Linked DNA regions of Hordeum vulgare: region 1 is linked to region 2. Evidence: chromatin contacts called from public Hi-C data. All regions are on one chromosome and are shown on one strand. The core of a region is the stretch at or near the end of the contact, and the rest is flanking DNA. Distances in the headings are between cores, read along the strand shown.

The links. A called contact is a pair of places that touch in the nucleus more often than the background predicts.
Region 1: a Hi-C map of leaf shows a contact between it and region 2, with 2.5 times the contacts expected there. The contact joins the enhancer-like site here to the promoter of LOC123452052 in region 2. A contact is called at or near these places in 2 of 6 Hi-C or Micro-C datasets (leaf and seedling).

What each region holds. Positions count from the first base shown.
Region 1 is chr5H:518,987,894-518,993,146 of MorexV3_pseudomolecules_assembly, forward strand. No RefSeq gene overlaps it. Among protein-coding and RNA genes, the nearest start is that of LOC123452057, 10 kb to the right of the region's middle. Within about 2 kb of position 2,043, at least 3 of the 3 cell types and tissues checked have open chromatin away from gene starts, as enhancers often do. A contact at or near this core is called in leaf and seedling, where this site is marked.
Region 2 is chr5H:518,944,242-518,949,727 of MorexV3_pseudomolecules_assembly, forward strand. It overlaps LOC123452052 (myosin heavy chain, embryonic smooth muscle isoform), which reads right to left and starts at 1,432. Exons shown (of 5, transcript XM_045128625.1): 1 at 111-1,432; 2 at 1-5. The coding sequence starts at 1,295. It overlaps LOC123398137 (a long non-coding RNA gene), which reads left to right and starts at 5,384. Exons shown (of 5, transcript XR_006610082.1): 1 at 5,384-5,486.

The DNA of each region.
Region 1 (5,253 bases), core at 793-3,292, 44 kb after region 2:
GGAGGGGAGTAGAAGGAGGAGGAGGAGGGAGGAGATGGAGGAAGGGAGAGAGGAAAGGAGGAGGCGGTGGGCACGCGAGATCCCCGCCGTCAGGCGCAGCGGCTGCCGGTGGAGAAGCCGCAGCGCTCGCCGACAACGCCTGAGGTTGCAGGGAGGAAAAAGGGAGAGGAGGGGAGTAGAAGGAGGAGGAGGAGGGAGGAGATGGAGGAAGGGAGAGAGGAAAGGAGGAGGCGGTGGGCACGCGAGATCCCCGCCGTCAGGCGCAGCGGCTGCCGGTGGAGAAGCCGCAGCGCTCGCCGACAACGCCTGAGGTTGCAGGGAGGAAAAAGGGAGAGGAGGGGAGTAGAAGGAGGAGGAGGAGGGAGGAGATGGAGGAAGGGAGAGAGGAAAGGAGGAGGCGGTGGGCACGCGAGATCCCCGCCGTCAGGCGCAGCGGCTGCCGGTGGAGAAGCCGCAGCGCTCGCCGACAACGCCTGAGGTTGCAGGGAGGAAAAAGGGAGAGGAGGGGAGTAGAAGGAGGAGGAGGAGGGAGGAGATGGAGGAAGGTAGAGAGGAAAGGAGGAGGCGGTGGGCACGCGAGATCCCCGCCGTCAGGCGCAGCGGCTGCCGGTGGAGAAGCCGCAGCGCTCGCCGACAACGCCTGAGGTTGCAGGGGGAAGGGGGAAAGAAGAGAGAAGGAGGAGGAGGAGGAGGAGGAGGAGGAAGGAGATGGAGGAAGAGGGGGAGGAAAGGAGGAGGCGGTGGGCACGCGCGTCGATCCAACACCAGCCACGCGACCGGCCGAACGTTTCGGCCGGCGCTGGCGAAAAACGTTTACCTTTTACAAATGGGTCAATTATTCCTTATCTTTGTTTAAAACAATTCTACTCCCTCCGTTCCTAAATATAAGTATTTTAAGATATTTCACTATGAGTCTACATACGGAGTAAAATGAATAAAACTACACTTTAAAATATGTCTATATACATCCGTATGTAGTCCACTAGTAAAACATGTTTAAAGACTTATATTTAGGAACGGAGGAAGTACTTGTCAATACCCTCCGTCTATCCCAACTGGTACCTCGTGCGTGGCCTCAGGACGGGGCCTCATCGGTCAGACGGTGTCAAAAGGACCTCAACTAAGCTTTTTAGTGCTTTTAGCAAACAAAATACTGAAAAGTCGACGATTTGTATTTACAAACTGTTAGTGAATGATGGTTTCTTGAGAAGATGTGCGCAATTGTGAATGTTGCCGACTACAGACATACAAGATCTCTGGTGAAGGTAGGGGCTCTCGTGCATGATGTACTATGTTATATAACCTGAAGAGAAGTCCAATTCAGAGTCCGCGTTCAGAGTAAACGGAGGCTCCATCAACTTCAGAAAATGCTCGCATTGCTGCAGCAACATCAGCCATGGACAGAACTGGGTGCTTTGTTTTTATATTTTTGAACCAGAAGCAGAAAAGAACACAGAAACCCTGGAAACAAATACTACTCCCTCCATCCTAAAATAAATGACTTCAAAGTAATTCAACTTTGTACTAAAGTTAATACAAAGTTGAGTTACTTTAAAGTCATTTATTTTGAAACAAAGGGAGTACTAGAAACAAAACCAGAGCGTATATGATACGTACATGCAGAGGGAAGCGAGTGTTCACTAAACCAAAGGCCACTTGAACCATAGGAAAAAAAGTGAAACCAAACCAACAATTTTGGCAACATAGATGCAAGGGCAGCAGTAGCGTGCTGGTGAAAAAAACAATAGTCTGGGCTGCAGTTCCCACTTCATCCACACCCAGCAGTCAGTTCTTTGGAGAGCTAAAAGCACCCAGGTCCTAAAACTTGTGTAGAATGTGATGATTTGGTCCAAAACTTGTAAAAGTTGACCCAGCCATCCCACAACTTGCGTCTAATGTGATGTTTTAGTCTTGGGCCAATCGCAGCGCGACAAGTGGCAGCCCTGCCACACACTTTTGCAGAAATATCCCCCTGTCGTTCTCTCTATTTCACCCGCACTCTCCCCCACCTGCATTAAATTTGTGGGAGCGAAGCTTCGCGTCCGGCTCGTTCCTCGCACGTCGTTGTGTCCTGTCGGGGGCGACCGGAGTGCTCCGGTCATCCTGGAGAGATAACGTCAGCAACCTCGGCGTCGTCGTCGGAGTTCTTCCCACCGGAGCCGCCATCGTCCGCTCACCTCGTCCGGCCGTTGGGTGCCTTCCCACCGGATTACTGCGTGCCATCTTCTCCTCTGCCCCCGCCCCCGCTTTGCCACTTCTGCTCTGCTCCGCTTTGCCTACTAGGCTCTGCTCGAGCTAGTTTCAAGAAGGCATTAGATCTTGTTTGGTGATGTTGATTTCGTAGGATAGTTTCAGGGCCTGTAGGATCTTGTGTGGTTTGGCATGCTAGCTAGCGTTTTGGGGAGATGATCCTGTCTATGATGATGGGGTTTATAAGTTTATTTCTACAGTTCACCTAGTGGAAAAAAAGAATGTTTTTGTAATATGATTTTCTGAATTTGGGATGGAATTACTGAATTTTTGTCACCTATGAACTTCTCTGTAATTTACTGATTATTTGACTGTTCTGTAGTTAACTGAATGTCACTATACTGTAGTTATCTGAATGTAAATGTTTTTTTTGCAGTGTGTGATTCATTAAATGGAAAAACTGCGGATTCTCTTTTTTCACACTTGAACTTGAGCATAGTGGAATTTTCTGTGGAGAAATCAACAATTTGGAGTATTTTAACCCTTGTGTTGAGGTTTTTGACTATGTTGACTCTACCTCGTTATCCTATGCATTCATTGAAGAGCACCTCAAGTGGTTGGGATATCCAGTTGATGAGCACATCCTGTACTGGTGCCTAGCTAACTAAACAATCCCAGATGGTTTGGTCAGAATTACATGTGATGATGACTTGCAGCACATGATCAGATCCAGTGCTTCCCATAAGATGCTTGTACTAATGGTTGACCATTTAGATTTTGTCACTAATTTTAGGGTTGATTTGGTACTAACATGGCCTTCAATTAATACAACTGTCAGCCTAGCCACCTCAAGTGTTGCAGCAGTAAGTGCAACATCTTCCCACAACATCATTATAGTGAATGATGAACAACACATTTCAGAGATACCAGGTGGTTGTAATATGTTGATTGAAGGTGTAGAGCACAATATACTTACTGAAGATGGCCAAACAGTCATTGAAGATGTAGTTCTTTCAGATTCAGATTTTAGTGATAGTGATTATGAGATAGATGAGGGGGATGATGACCTGCATGATGAAAACATTGACTTTGATGTTCATGAAGAAGTAGAGGAAGAGGAAGAAGATGCGGAGCCTCACTATTTACTTGAGGATGAAGATCTTGACCTATCCATTGAGGAAGCAGAGCAACTAAAGTACAAATTTCAATCTTTCAATGCAAAGGTTGACATGGTTTCCCCTGTCTTCAAAGTAGGTATGGTATTTGCTGATGTTGTGGAGCTGAGACATGCTATTACTGCATATTCAGTTAGGAATAGAGTGCAAATCAAGAAGATCAAGAATGATAAGATAAGAATTGATGCAGTTTGTCAAAGAGGTTGCCCATGGCTTATGAAAGCTGGCAATGACAACATGACATGTGGATTTGTGATCAAGAGTTATAATGGAAATCATAGGTGTCAGAAGAAATGGAAGTTAAGGTCACTGGCACCTACGAAAGGGCATCCGACACCACGGCGCCGCCTGTCGGGACCGACCCCCACCGCGTCGGCCTGTCAAAACCGACGTATGCCGGTCCGATTTTGGCTGCGGCAGAACAGACACCGCAATGCCGAACTGCAAAAGAATATTCTGTTTTGCAGTTCCGCATTGCGGTGTTTGTTCTGCCGCAGCCAAAATGGAACTGCAAAGCGTTTTGCTGCGACCCTCATCCTAGGTTTGCGGGCTGGCGAAATGCGGGATCTGCTAGAGATGCTCTAACACACACATGTTGAAGGAGCCGGCGGCACGTGCCGACACCCAGGCGCCCGGGCACGATATTGTAGCAGGGAGGAGCGCCCATAATCAAGTTCTGAGAATATTGTCATGTCGGTGAACCTTGTTAATAAATCTTGGTGTAGTATATCGTGTGATTGTTTTGTCCATGGATGACCGACTATGCGCCTCAGATCAATTCTAACAAATGGTATCAAAGCTAGGTTGTTTGAAGGTTGTGGATTGTTGATCTAGAGAAGTTTGAGATGCAGCTGGCTGCGATGTGGTTCTCAACGAGATTGAAAAAAAAGCAAGATGAAAGAGAGAAGCATGTGCGTGTTTTTTTGAACGGGGAAGGCCAAATTGGCCCTTATATTTCATGTGATATGAGTGTTACATCATTTGCTAGTACATCAATGAGGAAACCACGAGGCTCCTTCATCCACTTTATAGTTCTAGTGGAATCAGCATTGCTAGTTAGAGTATCTGCTACCATATTTGCCTCCCTAGGACAGTAATTAAACTGAATAAAACTAAAATTCTTGACAAGGAAAGAACACTCTTCATAGATTGCAGCAGCAGGTCCAAGAGAGTTGCCATCATTTAACATAGTATCAATCACCTCCATGCAATCGGACTCGACCACGAGATTCTGCAGTCCCATCTCTCAGTGCTCTTGCTTCGGCTGAGCTCGCATCTTCAGCAAAAGGGATACCACTGCATGAGCCTGCGATAAATGTACCTCTGTCATCACGCAATACCGCACATGTGCTGCCAGTTCCAGAGTCACAGCAGAAGTCGGCGTCTACGTTAAGCTTGTAGTGGCCCTCGGTCGGTAACTTCCATCCATGGCGAAGGACTCCCGACTTCTTCCTCCTGGCCCTGAAGAAGTTCTTTGCAAGAGCTGAGATCGCATGTGCGTGTGTTAGTAGCGCACATGAATCTGCGACATGCAACGAGCGAGGCGATGACTTGTACGGAAAACCAAGAGCGACACTCGGTGCTTCCTACTCGGCTCGTATGGCGCAGCCGAGCAAGGGCGCGCGTACCCCCTTGACGCACTGGATGACATATGGGCCGTCTCATTTTACGTTTATTCTCATTTCATTCCCCCTTCTTTTTTTCGTTTCTCCCTTTATTTTTCATTTTTACGTTTTTCTGTTTCCCTTTGTTTTAATATTTTCATGTCTCTATGCAAATTTTCTTTTCCAATTCGTGATTTTTTTGGTTCATTCTATTCAAAAAATGTTCAACAACTTAAAGTTCATCAAAATTTAAAATTGTTTGTCATATTCAAAATATGGTCATC
Region 2 (5,486 bases), core at 182-2,681:
CCTGCCTACGATATTCGTTGGATTGTTACAGAACAAATAATTCAGTATGGCTAGATATATGGTACGTTGATGAACTTGCAACAGCATGAGATTATTCACAGTGCACCTACCAATGTATATACTTCATCCTTCTCCGTGCTCCCTGGCCTGTGATCCCTGTGGCCGTTGAGCCCTATCTCGATTCCCGCCTCCCTCAGCCCATCCTCGGCCACCTTCAAAACCTCGGTCGTGTTAGCCTGCAGCGCGCTCCGGAGCAGCACCCCAATGTGCTCCTTCTCCCGGGTCAGCTCCTCCACCCTCTCCTCAAGCTCCGTCACCTTGCTCTTCCCCTTATCCCGCCACACCCCGACCTTCTGCAGCGCCATGGCTGCGATGTCGTAAGCCATCCTGGTCCCTTCGAGCGAAACCTTGAGGCTCTCCTCCACGTCTGTCTCCTTCCACACGAAGACAGAGTCGGGCAGTGCGGTGGCGGCGTCAGCGTCCACCAGCATAACTAGCTCGCGCAGCTCATCGTAGAGCCTGGAGGCGCAGCCGATCTGCTCGGCGAGGACGGGCCTCTGCGCGTCCATCTTGGCCACGAGGGATCCGACCTTATCCTGGAGCGCAGAGATCTCCGCCTCCCGGTCGGAGAGAGACCTGGAGAGGGACTCAGACTCGGCGGCGCGGGAGGCCACGGCCGCCTCGAGCTCGGACACCTCGATGGCGATCTGGTAGTTGCGCTGGTCCATGTCCTGGCGCGCGCGGTCGCGGTCGCGGCCCGCGGCGTCGATCTGCGCGAGCAGGTCGTCGACGATGTCGTTGGCGCGCTTGAGGACCCCGTAGGCGAGGGCCGGGAGGCCGGCGGAGTACTTGGCGGAGGTGGGGAGCGGGGCGGGCGGGGTGGACGGGGACGCCTTGGCGGAGATCCGCTCGAGGCCGGAGGAGAGCATGGAGGAGGCGGTGGCCGCCTCGGCCTGGAGCGCCTGCAGCGCCCGGGACGAGGCGGCGGACTCGGCCTTGAAGTCGTCGCGCTTCCGCAGCGCGTCCTGCGCGAACGCCTTGAGGCGGCCGAGGCGGGTCTCGGAGCTCGCGAGGGACTCCTCCGCCGCGCGGCGCAGGCGGCGCTCCTCCTCCAGCTCGGCGGTGAGGTCGAGCAGGCGCTGCTGCTGGGCGGCCGCCGCCGCCGCATCGGCGTGGTGGGGCTGTGATGCGGGTGGGGGTTTGATCGAGGAGGAGGAGGAGGTGGATGGGGGAGGTGGGGGGAGGGGGTCCTCGTCGACGTCGGAGAGGGCGCCGGCGTCCTCCTCGTCGGCCATGGCGGGGGCTGCGAGAATTGGGAGAATTGGCGTGGCGTGGCGTGGCCGGCCGGGTCGGGAGGAGGGTGGGGGTGGGGGTGGGTGACGTGATTAGGGGGGACTCGTGACTGTTCGGTAGGAGTTCAGAATCTGGAGTCTCGACACCCTCCCATCCTTGAGTTTCTTTTTTTCTTTTTTCCTTTGTTCAAAATTGAGATATCTCTTTTTCAAATGGGTCACTTGATTTTGAATCTTAGAGAAAATGTTGAGGAGAATATGTCTATGAATTTCAAGTAGTCATGTTATTCAATCCCTCTCTGTGCATGCACTCTCAACATATACCACTCCTATATGTTCATACTTAGTGAATTATGTGAACTTGAGAGGTAGTGGCAAGAGGGCATGGCTATTTGCTACCCTTGATGCAAGACTCCCTGGATTTTCTATCACTCCATGGACAGATGAGGACGGCATCTAAGCGCATGCTAAAATCTATGATCGATGAAAACATATAGCTATGTTGGATCTCAGTGATGTTATGTGGAGATTTAAAACCTGAAGGCCTTGTTTGGTTATTAGGAAATTAATCCATCAGTGGAACTGATCCACATGTGGATTGGATTAACCCCATCGTGTCTTTCAATCCCTTCAGCTGCTCCCGTCGCTTGGCGTGGATTTGTTCCACTCGTGGAGAGCGATTCCTTTTTACCCTCCGTGCATTGGAGTGAAACATAGTAACTCGAGTCGTGGAATATTCACGTCGGAGCTAAACCAAACAAGCCTTTCAGCCTGGCCCGGGAACCATTCCATGGCTGGACGGATACACGTGGTTCAAGACAAGAACTCGGTTGATACACGTGGGTTAGGTTGAAACCAAACAAGGCCGAAACAAGCAATGATTTTTGTAAGAAATAAGCAATGTCCACTAGGGAGTGTGAGGGTGGAGCTGGAAGATGGACTCCTTATTGACACATATGAATTCTAGAAATTTTTGTTAGCTATAACTAAATAAACACCCATACTCGAGAATCCTTGGTTAGGATATTTGCTAACTAGTGGATGCATTCGTGATATTTATAGTTAACAATAATATATGCATATATATATAAACACACTATAGTACATCTAAGTGACACATAATATGTTGAGGCCATTAAAATGTAAATTGAACTTTGCAACATGAAAACTTAGCTCCTTATTCTTTTTTCTTTAATCCCCACATGTATATTGGTCACTATTCAAAGAAATAGAGCCGGTTTAAATTGGAAACCAACTCAAAAATTCTGGCATGTTTATGTGGACTTTGGTTAATTTTATTTAATAAATGTAGGGTAGAGATTGTGTTGTAAAAAAATGGTGACACAATAACCTAAAAAATAGGTAAAGTAGTTTGGTACAAAAATGATATTGGGTCATTTAGAGAAGGTATAACTTCATTATCCATTGTAATTTTCATTTACATGCTCATGTATGTAAAGTACAAGTAGCGGGAGGAGGTCAAGGGCATCTAGGGCTATAGCTCCAGTCATAGTCCAACTAGTGTTAAGCACTCAATATGATTTTTTGTGGCGTCTAACTGCCCATCTCTCCCTAATAATAAAGCACGTAGTGCTTCTGTGGTCCGTCATGGCAATTATGCAAAAAAAGCCCCTCCGTTTTCGAGGATTCAACCCGCAGTCCTTATGTTAGTCAAGTCGAACCGTTATTTTACGTTTTGCACAAAACCCCCTATATTTTATCCGAACTAACCCACAGTCACTCTTTTAAGTGACAATGAACCGTTTTTTCCAGTTTTACACAAAACCCCCTTTCGTACGATCAAATTCTAATCAAGGTAGCCAGTTGACCTGTAGCATACACCTAAGTTAAAAAAAACTATAACATACTCATGTCGTGAAAAAAAGATACGTGGTTATTTCACGTGGAATAATCCCACCTTGCTCCAAGTATCACCAATTTAAATATGTTTGTAAGTTATCCGCAACATCGAGCAGACTCCTCACGAACCAATGAATAAGTAGGTTGAAGGTGATCAGGATGAGAGGCATGGCCGGCCGGCGGAGGGTGAGAGGCATTGCCTACCGGCAGAGCACACTTGCCATAGTCCGTTACCGCGACCACCGACATTGACGATGTCGATAAACATAAGTACGTTGGCGATGGAGATGATGAGAAAGATTAATAAACTAAATATTGAAACAGTGAGAGGAAGATTAATAAACTAAATAAAGGTGCAAACAGTGACACCAATAGAAGAATCATTTTGTTATGGATTTTACAAGATCAGCAAGTTGAGCATTTTTCTGAAACTTTTATGCACAAGGAAGACTAGCCTTAGTCACTGAGGAGCAAGTAAATTAAAAGGTACTAAAACATGGTCATCTCTCTATAGTCTGTACAGCGGTGAATCTAGCCATCTCCCTGTAGAGATGTAGAACTTTATTTCTTTCTCTCATTTACCCGCAAGGCCAGCAGCAGCAACAAAGGAAAGCAGCAGCGGCAAGCAAAACAACCAGCGGCAGCAAGCGGCAAAGCAAGCAGCCAGTAGCGCAACAACAACAAGCAGCAAAGCAAGCTAGCAGCAGGCAGAGGCGACCCCTCACCCTGTGGTTCGTGGCGGGGTCGGATGGCTCAGGAGGCGAGAGTATGGACAACACCGACTTCCAGACAACATCGATGGCGGTCAGAGGTCGAGGAAGAAGTAGGAGGGACACGCGGCTTCGAGTCTGTGGTCCAAAGGAGACGCAGACGACGCAGAGCCCGTCATGGTCCCTGTATCTGCACGGGGAGGAGAATGACCGCGACGGCGTCGCAACGGCGGCCGACGGATCCGAGAAAGGCGACCTTGGTTCAAAAGGTTCCTGCACGTCGGCGCCCGAAATCACCATTAAAGGGACGACAGGAGCAACAATGGAGCTAGGAACTATCTAGGAGCAAGAACGCACCGGAGAAACGAGGTGGTGTGGTTCATGGCGGCTTCTAGCGGGCGTGCATGTCGGAGCTGGAGGTGTGGACGTCGATTCGGACTCGGGGCTGGCGGATCCCGCCGGTTCTTGCATCTTGCGTTGCGATGGCAAGCGGCGGCGTCTCCGGCGAGCTTGACAAGAAAGGGGATCCAAGGAGGGAGGAAAAGAGTGAAGAGAGAGGTAGTGGAGTGGAGGGAGAGACAGCCGGGCAGGGGGTTGGACACGCGTGTCCTTGGAGATGACACTACTGGACTGACCAAGGAGACCCATTAGTCAGTGAAAAGAAGGGGTTGAAAGAAAATAAAAAAATGAAATTTGCTAGAATATCTTCTCCTCCTCTACTCCGCCATAAGCTTTTAAGGATTAGTATAATCTAAATGTTTCAATGCTCAACACTCTACGAAATAGATAGGAAAATTTTACGGATGCTACTACTTATAAAATATATGTATAAAATTTTCCAACAGTTTTCGAAGAGTATTTGTGTGCTCTTTTTCAAATTCGAATTCAAAATTGTGCCAACTTTGTATTTAAACTATAAGTAGGTGATATAAAATTCCAATGCTCATGAAATCTTTAGTGGACCATGTAAATAACATATGACTTCTTTTATAAATTTCCATCTAGAAGTCACAAATCAAATCATCACGCTTATGTTCTAGGTCGTTGTTATTACGTAGGGGTATCATTAAATTTTTCCCGTTGCAACGCACCGTCCGTCATGGCAATTTTACAAAAAAAAATCTCTGTTTATTGATACTCAACCCGCAGTCCTTTGATAAGTCAATCGAATCGTTACGGACACGAGAAAAGAAAAAAAACCACACGGTGACCTTGCCTTGCATCTCCGCGTGTCGCGCGCCACCGGCCCCGCCGCAGCCCCATCCCCGCCACGCGCCGCCGCAGCCGTCCCCTGTCGGGCCCCGCTGCAGCCGGCCCATGCCGCGGGGGGAGAGGCTTTCCCGTCCGTCTGCCCCTCCTAGGGCCCGATGCACCCGAGGTCGCGCATTCGCGGACGCGAGCCGCCGCCCCCGCCCCCGCCGTCGCCGTCATCGGGAGGATGATACCGCCGACGATCCCCGCCGCCCCTGCCGCCGCCCTCCCCGCGGCCACACCACCACCACCAGTGCCGGGCCCGCGACCCGCTGCCCCCGCCGAGGCGCAGCAGCCCCGAACGGCCGCCGCCCCCGCGCCGATTGGACGAGAAGCCCCTCCCGCCGCCGGCGGCCGCGCTCGTCGCCTGCGT